Regions from separate parts of the Anas platyrhynchos genome. Here region 2 is linked to region 1. Evidence: chromatin contacts called from public Hi-C data. All regions are on one chromosome and are shown on one strand. Each heading gives the region's core, a stretch centred on a gene start, on an enhancer-like site or on the middle of the called end of the contact. The rest is flanking DNA. Distances are from core to core; before and after follow the strand shown. Region 1 holds the start of FNBP1 (formin binding protein 1). Region 2 overlaps FNBP1 (formin binding protein 1).

What was found. Hi-C and Micro-C count contacts between places; a contact is called where the count stands out from the background.
Region 2: a Hi-C map of subcutaneous adipose tissue shows a contact between it and region 1, with 2.9 times the contacts expected there. The contact joins the enhancer-like site here to the promoter of FNBP1 in region 1. A contact is called at or near these places in 2 of 8 Hi-C or Micro-C datasets (skeletal muscle and subcutaneous adipose tissue).

What each region holds. Positions count from the first base shown.
Region 1 is chr18:10,455,285-10,458,279 of IASCAAS_PekinDuck_T2T, forward strand. FNBP1 (formin binding protein 1) reads left to right here and starts at 1,541. Exons shown (of 16, transcript XM_072025174.1): 1 at 1,541-1,783. The coding sequence starts at 1,760. LOC110351605 (a long non-coding RNA gene) reads left to right here. Exons shown (of 2, transcript XR_002399242.4): 2 at 133-1,099.
Region 2 is chr18:10,488,694-10,491,711 of IASCAAS_PekinDuck_T2T, forward strand. FNBP1 (formin binding protein 1) reads left to right here. Exons shown (of 16, transcript XM_072025174.1): 3 at 2,746-2,802. Among named protein-coding and RNA genes, the nearest start is that of FNBP1, 33 kb to the left of the region's middle. Within about 2 kb of position 1,363, at least 1 of the 8 cell types and tissues checked has an H3K27ac peak or open chromatin away from gene starts, as enhancers often do. A contact at or near this core is called in subcutaneous adipose tissue, where this site is marked.

The sequences.
Region 1 (2,995 bases), core at 291-2,790:
CGTCATAAATAAAAACTTGCATTTCTGGCCTGTATCTTTCTATAACCAGTTAAGCATTTTTTATCTTCTTTCAGCGTGGACAGGTTTCCCTGCCCGTGCTGGTGTAACAGGTTTGCCTTGTTCCCCTCCCAGGTCTTTGTGCAAAAGGAAATTCCACAGCAAATTTGCCTCAGATGATACTAGTGCTGCTCTGCCTTTGGACTCAGTACATTCTTTTTGTTCAAGTATTTATAGATTAAGCTCTCCTAAAGCCGTGAGTCTGGTTTTGTGATGTGTTCTGGGTGGACATAAGCCTAAGGAAGGACAGCAGGATTTGGCACCCCTTTTCTGAGAGTGCGTGGAAGGACAAGCCCTTGGAAGACGGCGGTTGTGCTTTAGGCAGCATGGCAGACACAAATATTTAAATATGTTGGCAATAGCAGGAAGAATTACTCTGTAAAATGAGTTGAAGAGTGTGTCTCTCAGTTGTTATGAAGTCAGTTCTTAAAAGTAATAACTTTTAATGGTGAATAAAAGTGATGCCTGCTCTCTGCATCCCTTCAAAGACAGCTGTGTGAGGAGCAGCAGTCTACTTTTAAGTTCAAACCAATTGAACTAACTAGGGAAAAATATAAATGCAGTTCCATTATATGCATAAAAACTTGTCTTCATTGTTGTTCTAAACGTTGGAATCACTTAAATTATTTTCTTATTCTTTCTGATGTCAGTTAATATCCGAGTGCCAGCTAGTGAAAGGAGAAGTGCGCTGATCTAAAGGAGATAAAACCTGCAGCAGCTGGTCAATTTTTATCTCCTTCATCAAAAGATCCCGGCCCTCTGGAGGCAGACACCTCTCAGGTGAACAGACGTGCTTCCCTTCTGTACCCACTCTGGAAATCTTTGATGAACGGATGCGGCAATAAATATAAAACAGCAATCTAAAGCCCTGTTTACATCTCTCGTAGCTGAACAGCAAAAAATGTAAAATCCGATTATGTGTGGCACAGCTCAAACAAATGTTGTTACAAAGGAAGACGAGCACAAAATAAATCTTATTTCTCCGGCGAGGAAATGAGCCGTTTTCTGCAAGGCCAGCATAATTGCTACAACAACCCGCGTTTATGCGAAAGCAGATAATTTGATTATTTTTGTGCTCGCAGGCTGAGCACACTGGTGGCAGATGGCGGGCTTAATATTTGTGGATTTGGGTCGGTTTTGGGGCGTGGGGCTGGGTTTGGGCAGAACCTGCCTGAAGGGGCTGCTTTACTCGACGTGGGGGGGGATGGATGCCCGCATCCCAATCACACAAACAGAAATAACGCCTAAATAATAAAAATAACACGAGGGGGGGAGTGAGGAAAGAGGCGCTGAGGCACTTGAGGAGGGGGGGGGGGGGGGTGCGCGTTCCCGCCGCCCCCCTCAGGCACGGGGGCGCGCAGCCTGTGCGCCTGCGCGGTGCGCGCATCTCCCCCCCCTCCCCACACACCCACCCGGCCGCGCCTGCGCAGTGCGGCCGAGCTGTCAAGCGCCCCCCTCCCGCCTCCCTCCCTCCCTCCTCCACCCCCCCCCTCCCCTCCCCGCCCCGCTCCGCCCGGGCCATTTTGCGGCGCGATGAGGCGGGAGCGGCGGTGAAGCAGCGCCCGGCCCTGCCCGCTCCTCGCCTCCGCCGAGGGCACCGAGAGCCCTGAGGGGGGACAGAGAGGGAAAAGGCAGAAGGGAGGAAACCTAAAGAAGTGGGCGCCGAGATCCCCGGCGGCCCCCCTTTTACCTCAGCGGAGCCATGAGCTGGGGCACGGAGCTGTGGGTGAGTGAGGGGGGGGCTGTAACGGTCCGTGCTGAGGGGAAAATGCGGCCCCCGGGGCTCTTCTGAGGGGTGAGGGGTGTCAAAAGACTAGGGTGAGGGGTAAGGGGATGAGAGGGGTTGTGGTGAGGGGTAAGGAGATGAAGGGGGTTGTGGTGGGGGGCTCGTTTCCCCCCCCACCCCTTCGTGGAAACTTTTCTCGTGTGGGGAGATCCCCGTGGGGTGAGGACCGTGTGGAAAAATAAGTGAAAAAGCAGCTGCAGCCCTCACCAGAATGCGGTATTTGGGGTAGGGGGGATCTCAGGTAGAGGTTTGTGAGGGGTATGGTGAGAGGGGGGCTGGGGAGGGGGTGGTAGGTGAGGAGCTGGTGTGGGGAGGGGGTTGTGGGGTGGGGGTGAGGGGGTGTATAGGAGATGAGGGGGGCTATGGGGGCTGTAGGGGTTGCTTCAGGGGTGTGAGCAGGCACGGCTGGGGCTCAGAGGCTCCTTGGTTGAAGAAGTGGGAAGCGGAATGCCTCTGGTTCACGCCGAGCCCCCGCTGGGAAAAGCGGAGCTGGTAAAGGCGAGTAGAAGGCCAGTGGGGATCTTCATCAGGCCCCGCTCGGAGATCACCAGGGGAGGCAGGTAGGAGAAGTTTGAGAAGGCGAAGGGGAAAGGCAGAGCCAGCCACAAAGAGGAGGCGATGCAGCCATGTTTGGCAGCGTGAGGGGGGAGCCGGGAGCAAAACCTGGTAGCGAGGGCTGTGGCGGTGGGCAGCAGGCATGCGAGCAGCCCTCCAGGCTCTGGGGGCTCCTTGGGGTGGGCTTCTTGGGGGGCACGGGAATGCTGTTTGCAACGAGGAGTCATAAATGAGTGCTGGGGCGTCATCTGGATTGCAGGGCGCTGCAGCGTTTTGCTCCTGTGTTCGTCTCCTTGTGCCTGGCAATCGGTGTAAGTTCAGATGTAAGCACATCAAAGCTTTAAAACCATCTCCGTGGAGGAATGGTTCTTTTATACGTGCTGAATGCCATCCTTCCGGGATGCGTTACTGCTCTGTTCGGTGAGCATCTCATCTTGCCGTGACATTGTGGTCATGATACAGCTAGATCTGATTAGATCTAGATAATAAATTAGGGGGCAAATGCTCGCTGAGGGGTGGCTGTGGTATGCTCGTGTATTCCGGAGTAAGAGGTGATGTGTACCGATGAAATGCTGGAACGATGCTGCTGTGATTGAT
Region 2 (3,018 bases), core at 113-2,612, 33 kb after region 1:
CTGGTACCTGATAAAGCCCTGCCTTCACGGTTATGTGCTTTCTCAGGGGAATGCCACAAGGATTTCCCAGAGTTTCTGCTATATAGACGAGCAGGAAATAGAAAATATAAGTTGTGCAGGAACAAATTGCTCACATCCTATGGAGATGAGAAGAGATTGAGTTACAGAGGCAGAGTGAGGTGGAAGAGAGCATGAGTAGACTGGGAAACCCCAGCAGATTACCTGTGTGAGCAAGTCTGTCTTACAAAGAATCACACCCTTGACCCACTGAATTTCTAAGGGTGATGAATTTTAGGCATGAAGAGCATAATCATGAAAATAAATAAGCAAACAAAATGTTAAAGCAAAGTGGGAGATGGTCAGAGAGAAGGCTATCCAAAGCTATTACTCTGAGAATCACGAGCCTCTGATGGATAATTGTGTGAAAGAATGAGGTGTCAGAAGTGAAAATGAGGGAGCACAGAAACAAGCTAGAAAGGCATAAAAATGATGCAGAGGGAAAGGCAAACAAACGTGAATCAGAGGCAGGTGCACAGGCTAGCATAGAATCTTTTTAGAATTGCTATTTTATTGCTGATCTTTTGTTTTTATGCGTTAGTTGCTGCTTTAATCGCTGTTAGATTTGCAGGTGTCATTGCTTTTCAAGCTTGAACCTGAGAAGTGCCAATATTTTGCTCCTGACACTGCATAATTGGGTGCTGAATTTCAACATGTGAGAGTCAGATTGGCTCTTACTGGATGAAGTATCACTTCTGGATTCTGTATCACTTCTGTTTTTTTTTGTGGGCGTCATGGTTAAAACCCTATATACTTTTTTGATTAACAAAGAGGAGACAGAAATCAAAAAACCCTGTTAAATATGATATACATGTACATTTTTATAAGTGCATTATAGGGATTAGTAACTGGGTTAAACATTTTATTATTTTCTATGTTCCTTATTATATATTTTCTAAATCCGTTTTCTGTGAAAGCGTACTGTCTGCTGTTGTTTTACCCTGACCCAGTAGCATTTCTGTACCTCTAGAGGTTCAGTAGACTGTAGCCTTGTATGTCAGAATTACTTGGGCAGCATGATAGTAGGGAGATGTCCATCCTGAGTATGAAAATGCCTTATTAGTTTAGTCTTCAATGTGTTTCCTTCTGTTTTTTTTTTTCTTTCTTCTTCAAGCAGGTGTGTGGAGGCATTCCTATCCACACGTAATCAGGCAGAACAGTTTGCAGAATTGTTGCTGTGCTGATATTTGGTGGAAACTGCTGTGTGCAGAACTAGAGAAAAGTTCATTGTTCCAGAGCATCCTCTTTTCAGAGAAGGCAGAGGCTGGAATGGAGATGTTTATCTGGGGGCCGCCCAGGAGGGATACTTACATTTTGAGGAACTGTCCAAGTCTATGGCTGTCCAAGTCTGCCAGGGCTCTGGCTAGAACTCCGTTGGTGCTGATGCTACTTAATTCCTTAGGGAAAACAAAATGAGTAAGAAAAGTGAGGCAAGAGGCTCTGCTGTCTCCCAGTTAGCAGTAAAACCAGCATGCAGCAAGGATTGGGTTACACCTACTTGAAAAGAAACCGCTTTTTCAGAAAGAAAAGACTTAATTCTGGGAATTCTCAAAAAAAATAGCATAGATAGGCCAATGAATTTTAGTAGTTCTTTTGTCAATGATTGCATCAGTACCACTGAAATGTTACTTGGAATCAGTGGATAAACAATCTGTAAAGTTAACCCAAGTGGTTTCTATTTAACTGTAGGGTAACAGAGGCTGCAGGAAGGCATAGAGTAACAAGGCTGAGTTTAAAATGCAAGACACCACAGTGCTGCAGCCCTGAAAAGGTTTTAATTGCTAAGCAAGATGTGGCAGCTCCCTGGTTTGCATCATGTATGGTGTTACATTGTGCTACAGTCCAAATATGCATCATCATCCTGGGTTTTAAGCATCAGCAAGGTGCACTGAGTGGTGGACAGCATGTGTCCTGTAAATCCTAGATTTGCTGCTGGCTAGGGGTTTGCAGTCATCTTTTTCAGGAAAAATGAAAGCTATAGAACAACTCAGGTGTGCTAACCAAGATAGGTTCAACTTCCTTGCTCGAGATAAGATCACTGGAGAAGGATATCAATATTTTCAAATGAAATCATTAGGTGCATATGTAGTAATGAGATGTAATCGTCTGTGCTAATTGGAATAATCAAATTTCACATTTCTGCCAGCATCAGTTAACGATCACAGAATTATCCCATTTGTATCATCTCAGTGCAGCTTCCCAGAGCTTTACCAGGATTGTTTCTCTTCCTTGGAAGCATCCCACAAAAGACAGGCAAACTTGCTGGGTCAGAATCATCTCCTGCAGCAAATCGCACTTCCGTGAGCTGCCTGCCTTTGTGTGTGGAATAGCACCTTCTACTGGGGGGACTTCTTACAGCTTCTCTGTGTGTCTGAGGGCCAGGAAAAGGGTTATAAAAGTTTCTTTCGGGCAAAGGGGATGTGCATCAGCAGAACCAGGACTCAAGTGCATTGTGTATTGACATTATGATTTTAAATTATGAACTTCTTGGGTTCAGAGCCTGTTAATTCATTGCAGTTACGCAGAGGGAAGCACAATGGGGCCCCTTCTTTTGTGATCATACTTCTGATAAGGTAGATACCTAGCCAGTGCAAATAAAAACTGAAGTGCCACTGTGTGCATGCAAAGACTATCCACTTATTTTAAAGGGTATTTAAAATTTAACTTTGTATATGTTTTTAATTTTAGGAACCTTTCGAAGAAATATCAACCCAAAAAGAACTCCAAAGAAGAGGAAGAGTACAGGTACGTTCATGATCTACTGCTGGGTAAGCATTCATTGACGGAGGAAGGGGAGCTATAGTTAGATAACTTTTAAGGATTTGGCTTCTAAACCAAAAACTTGCATTGAACTCTAGAGAAGAGAGAGATCATATATTCAGAAGCAGGCTTTTATGTGTTCTGGGTACTAGATGCCTTTTTTTTTCTTTTGTGTCTTTTCTAATGTACTTAAAAATCTTC